Regions from separate parts of the Sus scrofa genome. Here region 2 is linked to region 1. Evidence: chromatin contacts called from public Hi-C data. All regions are on one chromosome and are shown on one strand. The core of a region is the stretch at or near the end of the contact, and the rest is flanking DNA. Distances in the headings are between cores, read along the strand shown. Region 1 overlaps MARC1 (mitochondrial amidoxime-reducing component 1). Region 2 overlaps LOC110255633 (a long non-coding RNA gene).

Region 1 (4,660 bases), core at 656-3,155:
AATAAAATTATAAGTTATCAATATAAACGGGGGAATGATTGATTGCTTAATAGGAATAATTAGAATCGTGGGGAGTTAATGGCTATCACATGTCCCTTCTCAGGGGAATAGATAAGTATATGATGGTACACACAAATAACGGAATATAATGCAATAGTCAGAATTAAAAACATTCGCTTTTTAGGGCCACTCCGCAGCGTATGGAGGTTCCCAGGCTAGGGGTCAAATCGGAGCTGTAGCTGCCGACCTGCGCCACAACCACAAAAACATGATGAGATCTTTAAAATACACTGTTGCATGACAAAAGTAAGAACTAGAATGAGATAGACCACTAAATACCATGCGTGACTTAAACACACATACAGCGTAATAGCACGCTATGTGCAAATACGCCCAGTAACTAAGAACACAAGTTAGACGCTCCTCTGTGAATGCTTACAGAGAAGCAAGAAATGGGATTCAGGTTGGAGGAACAGAGGGAGGAAATAATAAAACAGAATTAAAATCAGAAAGGGGAGTTCCCGTCGTGGCTCAGTGGTTAACGAATCCGACTAGGAACCATGAGGTTGCAGGTTCGATCCCTGTCCTCGCTCAGTGGGTTAAGGATCCAGCGTTGCTGTGAGCTATGGTGTAGGTCGTAGACGCAGCTCAGATCTGGTTTAGGCCGGTGGTGATAACAGCTCTGATTAGACCCCTGGCCTGGGAACCTCCATATGCCTCAGGATCGGCCCTAGAAAAGTCAAAAAGACAAAAAAATAAAAAATAAAAATAAATAAATAAATAAATAAAATCAGAAAGGATGCTATGACCTGGACAGAGAAACAGGATTAAATATCTGGTACGGATGTTCCACTCAAAGCAGCCAGTTGTTGGAAGAAATGCCCCTTAGACGTACTCTTATCCATCGGTTTATTCATACAACACACACTGTGACCCAAGGACCTGGTTAGATGCTGGTAAACAGTCCAGGTAAGAGAGGGACATCCATTGCATCCATCGCTTTACAGACCAGGAAACTAACCAGGAAGAGTGAGTCTCCTATGCTGCTGGAGAAGGTCACGAGTGGCGTTTGAGATGAAGAAAAGCCCAGAATAACCCTCTCGCCGAGTTTGCACAGTCGTTCTGCTTGTACGAATGGATCACCAGAAGCCACTTTAACAAGTCCCCTCGATTTATACTTCCTTGCCATTTGCAGTATTCTCCCCTAATTCCTGGTGGCGACAACCTATTATCCGTTTTGTTTTCATTCACCTGATCTGTTAAGCGATCCCTGGGGACAGTAAAGCATGACCTGGAGAACCGGGAGCCCTGATGGGCAGGTCTAAAAGCCACTGGGACTGACATGCCTCGTCCATCCTGTTCATCAGGCCCTCGTGCCTGTCTTTCCTTAGAGTGTCTGGCGGTCATGTCAGGCCCTTCCCTAGAAAATGTGGGCTCTTTCCTCGCTCCTTGCATGGATCATAATTCTTAGTTATATTGAATCAGTATTTTAAAAATGTGCTAACATGGAGCCTGGAATAATCTGAGCCTTAGTTTCTACTGATGCCAGCAGTGAGGTCTAATCCGTGCTACGGTACACTATTTAGCATAAGAAAGAATTTAAAGTATTTTTACAAACCTTAGCATGAATTACTATGTCGTCATATTCTCAGCCGTCAGCAGCAGCGCGGGAGCCAACTAATGAGAAATACATTTTCCCACAGACAATCTAGGATGCAAAACACATTGTTCAAACTTAAAAAAGAAACCAGCAAATAAGAAAAACAAGATATGATGAGAGCTTTGAAGTGCGTGGGGCGCGAGGGCAAGTCCCTTTGTTGACCAGCGGATTTTCCTAATGCCGCTCACTTAGATTCTTATCAAGCGTTTCTGAGCAGGAGACAATGAGAACTGTGCTGTGATAGAGGCTGAAAAGGGGGCGAGTGCCTGAGTCCCCGTCATCGGAGACACATAAGAGGTGGGGGGAGCGGTGCGCTTTCGCAGCTGCCTTTTTTTTATGGCTCCGATCCGAATTGTTTTCCCCTGAAAATGAATGCAGTGCCGGGAAGTGGCCAGCCTTGTTCTCTGGCCTTCTCGTTGCCCCGCGCAGCCACTTTAATGAGCTATTTCTCGCAGTCACCCTAGGAGGCAGGTCATCATCAAATATCCCTGATTCAGAGGCAGAGCTGAAGTGCCGCGAGGGTGTCGGGGTGACCCAGCAAAGGGCTCCCACGAGGTGCGGGTCCTGCAGCTGAGGTTGGAGAGCAGCTGTCTTCCGAGGCCTACCTCCCGACTTCAGAGCGGAAGGTGTGAGCGGAACTTCAGCCAAGAGCGAGGGAATTGGGGTGAGAGAGACCCTGGCCTGGGGGGAGGCGCTCTGAGGGCAGGGATCTGTCAGAAGAGACCTCTTGGTTTGCACTGTCATAGCGTTAGTACACGTGTTCCGGAAAATTAATGTTCAGTTGACTGATGGATGAATGATATAGACAACTATTTTTTTTGTCTTTTGGGGGCCACACCCACAGCATATGGAAGTTCCCAAGCCAGGGGTCGAATTGAAGCTAGAGCCACAGCAATGCCATATCTGAGCCACATCTGTGACCTACAAAAAAAAAAAAAGAAAAAAAAAGAAGGAAGGACTAAATGATCTTCCAAGGTCACTGTGGTTGCCTGGGTGCCATGATTCGCGCTTATCTGATACTGGATCTGTTCAAGTCACTTGGAAATTTGGCCAAGTCAATACTTCTTGATCATCTACTGCGTGGGAGACAATAGGCAAGGCTATTGCCCCTACATTTTTAGGAAGTTTTATTGAAGCAGAGTTGATTTACAATGCTGTGATCATTTCTTTTGGGTGGCTTGCAGGAGTGAATTAGTCATGGCCCCTGCCTTCGAAAAACAAAGAATAAATCGAGAAAGAAATGAATGTAACATTTTTTTTTTTTTTTGGTCTTTTTAGGGCTGAATCTGCGGCATATGGAAAGTCCCATGCTAGGGGCTGAATTGGAACTGCAGCTGCCAGCCTACACCACAGCCACAACAACGTGGGATCCAAGCCACATCTGGGACCTACACCCCAGCTCAAGCCAAGGCTGAATCTGCGGCCCACTGAGTAGGGCCAGGGATCGAACCCACATCCACATGGACACTGGTCAGGTTCGTTACTGCTGAGCCACGGCAAGAACTCCCATATAACTTCTTAAATACACTTATTTGAGAATATGAGAAGGGTTATCTTAGAAACCCAAACAAAGCTCAGGAGACCACGGAGAAGGAAGTGATGCATTCTAGTTTGGGAACTGGCAGAGGAATGATAATAAAACCCCTGACATTCCTGTGTACCATGCAGGTGATAAGAGCTTTCCTTGCATTATTTTATTTCATCCTTTACAAAAGCAGCGTAAGATACCTACTAATGCTATTTTCATTCTACTCGTGATAATATGGAAGCAAAGTAAAGTAACTTAACTAGCAGGCAGCAGAGACAGAATCAAAGTGGGCCTTCTGGCAGAACTTAAGTTAATCCTTGAAGTAAATGGACATACTTAGCACATGCTGTAGTCCAATCTCTGGGCCAGGTGTTTCTTATAAATAACTCACTTCTTACGAAAACTCTGGAAATTCTATTATCATTCCCCATTTTATAAATCTGAGACTCAAAGAGATCAAGTGACTTGACCAAGTTATATGGCTCATAAATAGCAAAAGGGACATCCAAACCCAGGCTAGTGTGCTCTAAAGTACGCCATCGCCCCCACGGTCCACGATGCTGCCTCAAGAAAAAGAAATGGCCAACGAGGGGTCCCTCAGGGCCCCAGGAACTGCAGGAAGGCAGTCATGTCCAACTGAAGGCCCTTGGGAGAAGCCCACTGTAGGGGTGTTCCCAGAGATGAGCTGCCACCTATGGGCCTGCAGCCAGAGCCGACCTCAGGCAGAGCATCAGCCTTTCAAAGCTGGTCCAGTTGTCTGTAGGGCTTTGGCCTTAGTCATCTATTGCTGCATAGCAAATGATCACAAATTTAGAGGCTTAAGCCAGTACCATTATTAGCTCACAGCTACTGTGTGGCAGGAACTTGGACCCAGCCTCGCTGGCTCCTCTGTCCAGGGTTTCACAAGGCTACAGTCCAAGTGTGGGCCTGCTGCATTTTCATCTGGAGCTTAGGGTCCACTCCCAGGGTCATTCAGATTGTCAGCAGCATTCGATTCCCTGCAGCCCTAGGACTCCTCCACTCTCGACACTGGCCCTGTCCATACTCCACAGGTAGGAGAATGACTCTGGAGGAAAGACGGTGCCCGGACGAGTGCTTATGCTTTATTAATTCAGATCCACTCAAGATAATCTCCCTTTGGGAGTGCCCTTGTGACACAGCTGGTTAAGGATCCGGTGTTTTCATCACAGCAACTGAGGCTGCTGTGGTGGCATGGGTTCAATCCCTGGCCCTTGAACTTCCCCATGCCATGGGCATGGCCAAAGAAAGATATTCTCCCCCTTTTTAAAGAAATTTTGTCTTTTTTTGGGGGGGCCATACCCACAGCATGTGGAAGTTGCCAGGCTGGGGTTGAATTGGAGCTGCAGCTGTGGGCCTACACCATAGCCACAGCAACACCAATTCCGAGCTGCATCTGTGACTTATACTGCGGCTCATGGCAATGCTGGATCCTTATTCCACTGAACGAGGAC
Region 2 (4,660 bases), core at 1,208-3,707, 450 kb after region 1:
GTCACTTGTGATGGAGGATAGATAATGTGAGAAAAAGAATGTATACATATATGACTAGGTCACTTTGCTGTACAGTAGAAATTGACAGAACACTGGAAACCAACTATAACGGAAAAATTAAAAATCATTATAAAAAAAGAAATTTGTTGAGTAAAAAAATTTGAAAGAGCAGAAAAATGAAATAGCCTCCTCAAAATGATTCTCAGGCCCAATGAAGAACTTCCGTTAAACTTTCCCCAGTCACTCCAGCTAGCTACTTATATGGCATTTACCTTTCCCTGGCTTGTATTTTGAATAATTCGGGTTCAGCGCTTACCTGAACAACTAGACTGTAAACTGACCTTTTCTCCACCAAGGGTGGTTTTTCCTCATTTGATGAGACCAACACCATGCAAGACAAGGCAGACGTCACGCATCAAATGACACTTGCAAAATGGTTTTGAATGGTTGTAAGTTGATATAATCCTAACTCAGTCTCAGCACCAGTCACTTCCCTAAACAGTCCTCAGTTACAACTTTTTCTTTCTTTCTTTCTTTCTAATGGTCACACACATTTTGGTCCTGAATTGTTAAGCCATGTTTGTTACCTTAATCTCGGATTTTTCCATATGTGTATGTAGATTGCCCTGGTCTAAAATTGTAAATTCTTAGGACATAAACATTGTGTTCCATTTGTACTTCTGTCCTTGGAGTTAACAGAAACACTCAGCCCTAATTTTACAATATCCTGGAAGTATTTTTTAGTGATATCTACTTTTTCTTCCCTGGTAACTGTAGGTTAATGACCACATTCTTAAAATAATTTCCAATTAACTTGAATTTAAAAATACAACGTGGAGTTCCTGTTGTGTCACAGCAGAAACAAATTTGACTAGTATCCATGAGGATGCGGGTTCAATTCCTCACCTTGCTCAATGGGTTAAGGATCCGGTGTTGCTGTGAGCTGTGGTGTAAGTTGCAGACGTGGCTCGGATCCTGCCTTGCTGTGGCTGTGGTGTAGGCCGTCAGCTATAGCTCCAATTTGACCCCTAGCCTGGGAACTTCCATATTCTGTGGGTACAGCCCTAACAAGAAAAAAAAAGTGCCAGAAATTACTCTTTAAGGAAGTTGTTGGGAAAACGAATACAAACATTTGTGATTAAAAATGGATTAATGAAAGGATAACAGACTAACTGTATTACTGTCCACATGTAAAAGTGAGTTAATTGATGATGTTCAGGAGAAGGGCAGCTCAAGTATTTTCTGTGACAGATACGTTTGTTTTCTTTTTAAAAAAATACTTCTATTAAAGTATAGTCGATTTACAATGCTGTGCCAACTTCTGCTGTACAACAAAATAAGTCAGTCATATACACATTTTTTCTTTTTTTTAAATTTTATTTTCCATCAGGGTCTATCCCAGGAGACGGAGTATAGTTTCCCCTGCTACACAGTAGGACCTTCGTGTCTATCCATTCTCAATGTAAGAGTTTGCATCTATTAGCCCCAAACTCCCAGTCTGTCCCATCTCTTGTTTTCCGATATGCCTCATTTTCACGAAGTTGATCAGACCAGAAGTTGGATTACGACTTCACTGCCTGTGACTCACATGGAACGCTCCCTTTCTATCCAAATATCATGTTCCGGGATGATTTCAACTTTCAAGCTCTTGGCAGTGAAGAGAACCAAACACGGGCATGTCACACAGTGTGCCAGGCATCACAGTATTTATGCTCCTTTTTAAACAAAAGTTGCTTCAGACCAATTTTGACTTTGTTCAAGACTGACACTAAGTTTTTTTTTTTTTTTTAAAAAGGTGAACTTATGAAACCAAGGAATTTTCCAGTGAAATACATCGTGTGCCAAACCAAAGCAGCAAAATGGCATCAATTGGTGATCCTAATATGGCCCCAGTGCTGCTTCTCTCTGAGTAAGGGTTAGACATAGAAATGCTACAGCCAAGCTTGGCCTAGTGCGCTGTCATTTCCTGGCCCAGCCCTGAACAATAAGGGAACCCATTGGCCCCAGGGTCAGGAACGGGCCAGTGCAACTTCCCAGATGTCTTACTGTGATAAAATCTCAATAAATCTCAGGCAATACTTTATAAGTTACAGAGAACATTCATATATTTTACCTCCCATGATCCCAATGGTAATTCCTTGTGATGGGCAAGGCTGATGTTCTTATTGCTGTGTCCAGGGGTAGTTAGCACTTAATAGCTATTCATAGCATTGAAGTTGTTGAAGCCACATATCTCAGAACAGTAAAGAATGTTTAATGGTTTCTCCTAACTCAGCCACACTCGGTAAAACTGTGAGGACTTAAAGCCACACCTTATGCATTTTGTCTAATGCTCTTGAGCTTCTTTTCCCCCATTGGCTATTTACACCATCGCAAATGAACTCTTCCTATTGCCCCGTGGACTACAATGGTTTGAACAATCTTCCAAACAGGCTTAAATCTACTGAGTTACATGCTAATGAGAACAAGAGGGAGCTGGATAGGAAGCCGCATGAAGATAAAGGCTTTGGGTGTGGATCAAGTGGTCTTTAAAATAAATACAATAAAAATTATCCTGTAATCAGTAAACAGTAATATAATTAGAATTTTTTTTTCCTATTTACTTCCTTTAACATGCAATGGGCGGAAATGAGAGAAAAAAAAAAAGTCAAGGACTCAATCAAACAGATGGTTCTTGAGTTATTATTTTCCCCTTGATGTTGTTTACAAGAAGAAGAGGCTCGTTTAAGGACACGTGACTCCCAGATTTCAGTGGAACCAGCAGTTCTCTGTGAGAAGGAGAGAGGAAAACAGCGGGAAGAAAATTCAGATCATAAGCTTTTATTATGTGCATTATTATGCCTCATTAATTAACCCAACTGCTGTCCTGGTGACGTTCTGGTCCCACTTTACAGGAAAAAATTAGTCTGGATTGCCAAGTAAAGTAGACAATTACAGGAAGATCAAATTATGCCTACATTGCATTCTGCCGGGGCGTCAAGCCAAATTCATGTCAAATTCATAAGACTGGAATATCCTCACCAAAAACAGCCCTGAAGAACCGACGTCACAAGCCATTTGACGTCTACACAGAGGATGTATTGATCTTGCCCGAGTTTCCTTTCTCAGAATCACATAATAGGCCAAGACCCAGGGCTTTCTGAGCATCGTGTACTCCGTCACACACCAGCTGGCTTGATCCTTTGTTATGTCCCATAAAGCACAATGTGGTGGGGAAAACACCCCCACCTCATGAGCTCCTGGCTCCCATCCTGGCTGGCAGCTGTCACAGCCCTGTGGAGACAGCCTGGACACTGAAAGAGAATAATGGGAACCCCCAGGGTTGTTTTTCCACAGAGAACCCCTCGGTTCATCCATAATTGTGAGGAAGGCTTTTCCATGGAAGAATGACTGCAGCAGAAAAAAAGCCCACTCACTGTCCTGGAATGCTGATGTGTCCAGCACCAGAAATGCTGCCCTGAGGCGAATGGGAAGAATCATGACAAACGCTACCCTGGGGTGAATGGGAAGAATCATGACAGTGCTCCTAAGTGGAGTATATTTACCAAGGCTCAAAAAGGAGAGAAAAATGCACTGTATGACCACTACCGAGCAAAATGTTAAGAGTTTAAGTTTAGAAAGAAAGCTGCTCCCTGATGCCCGTTCTAGGCCATTCCTGCTTTGTGATCAAAGGTGTCCAAACCAAGGCCTTTTTCCAGGTTACTTCCCTGTGAGGCAGAGAGCCCCAACTCAGAGCTTTTCACTTCTCTTTTCTAGAAGATGTGCTGTGCACATAGGTAACATGTTCTGACAACGTTGCTTTGGAAATCAAAGTCCTAATTCATTCCTTCTGATCACGCATCCATTGGACGGGCACTCAATGCTTGGTACATTTACCAGGCACGAGATACTTCCAGGGTAATGAACAGTCTGTTTTCTTTAAGGGCTTCTAAAATAGCCAACCTTACAAATTGAAACCACCCGTATCGTGGCTCCCCAAGGTTCCCTGCTCAGACCTTTTGCCATCTTTCTCTTCCCATGTTCCTTGGCTGCGCTCGTGTGTTTTCACATCTTCAACTTCTGCTTGTTGATGAGCCCCAGGCTTGATTTTAACATCTCAGACTGTCTTCCTCTCTCTCGGGCTGAGACTTGTTTATACTATTTATTGTGGACATCTAAAGATTTCACAAAGTTAGTTTCTTCAAAGCCGACTAATTCCCATCCTCAGAATAGTTGTTCCTTCCCAGTGGGTAGACCTGTTGATACTATCATCTTTGTATTTCTTTTTTTTTTTTTTTTTTAGAGTATAGTTGATTTAGAGAGTTGTTCCAATGTCTGCTGTACAGCATAGCGACCCAGTCATACATGCATAAACATTTTTTTTTTCCTCCTACTGTCATCCTTCAATTCTACCCCAGGAGATTGGATATGGTTCCCTGTGCTGTACAGTGGGACCCCATTGCTTATCCATTCTCAGTGTCAGAGTGTGCATCCTATTTCTTGAATCTACCACTTTACATCTTCATGGCTGCTCCTTCCTTCATCCTTATCATCCTCACCTCTTGCGTGGATTGCAGCAACAATCTTGCAACGAACACATCTGATCACACCTCTTCCCCAGATTCCCCTGTGAGCTCCGGGATCCTCGGCAGAGCATACACCATTCTCTGTGGTTTGGCAG

The links. A called contact is a pair of places that touch in the nucleus more often than the background predicts.
Region 2: a contact with region 1 is called in a Hi-C map of liver, with 8 times the contacts expected there. The contact joins two enhancer-like sites. A contact is called at or near these places in 4 of 47 Hi-C or Micro-C datasets (heart right ventricle, liver and skeletal muscle) and 1 of 2 datasets of contacts at active chromatin or transcription factors (skeletal muscle).

Annotation. Positions count from the first base shown.
Region 1 is chr10:10,233,131-10,237,790 of Sscrofa11.1, forward strand. All of the region lies in intron 6 of MARC1 (mitochondrial amidoxime-reducing component 1), which reads left to right. Among named protein-coding and RNA genes, the nearest start is that of HLX, 28 kb to the right of the region's middle. Within about 2 kb of position 1,906, at least 7 of the 83 cell types and tissues checked have an H3K27ac peak or open chromatin away from gene starts, as enhancers often do. A contact at or near this core is called in liver, where this site is marked.
Region 2 is chr10:10,685,489-10,690,148 of Sscrofa11.1, forward strand. The region is part of intron 1 of LOC110255633 (a long non-coding RNA gene); the gene reads left to right. Among named protein-coding and RNA genes, the nearest start is that of DUSP10, 220 kb to the right of the region's middle. Within about 2 kb of position 2,458, at least 18 of the 83 cell types and tissues checked have an H3K27ac peak or open chromatin away from gene starts, as enhancers often do. A contact at or near this core is called in liver, where this site is marked.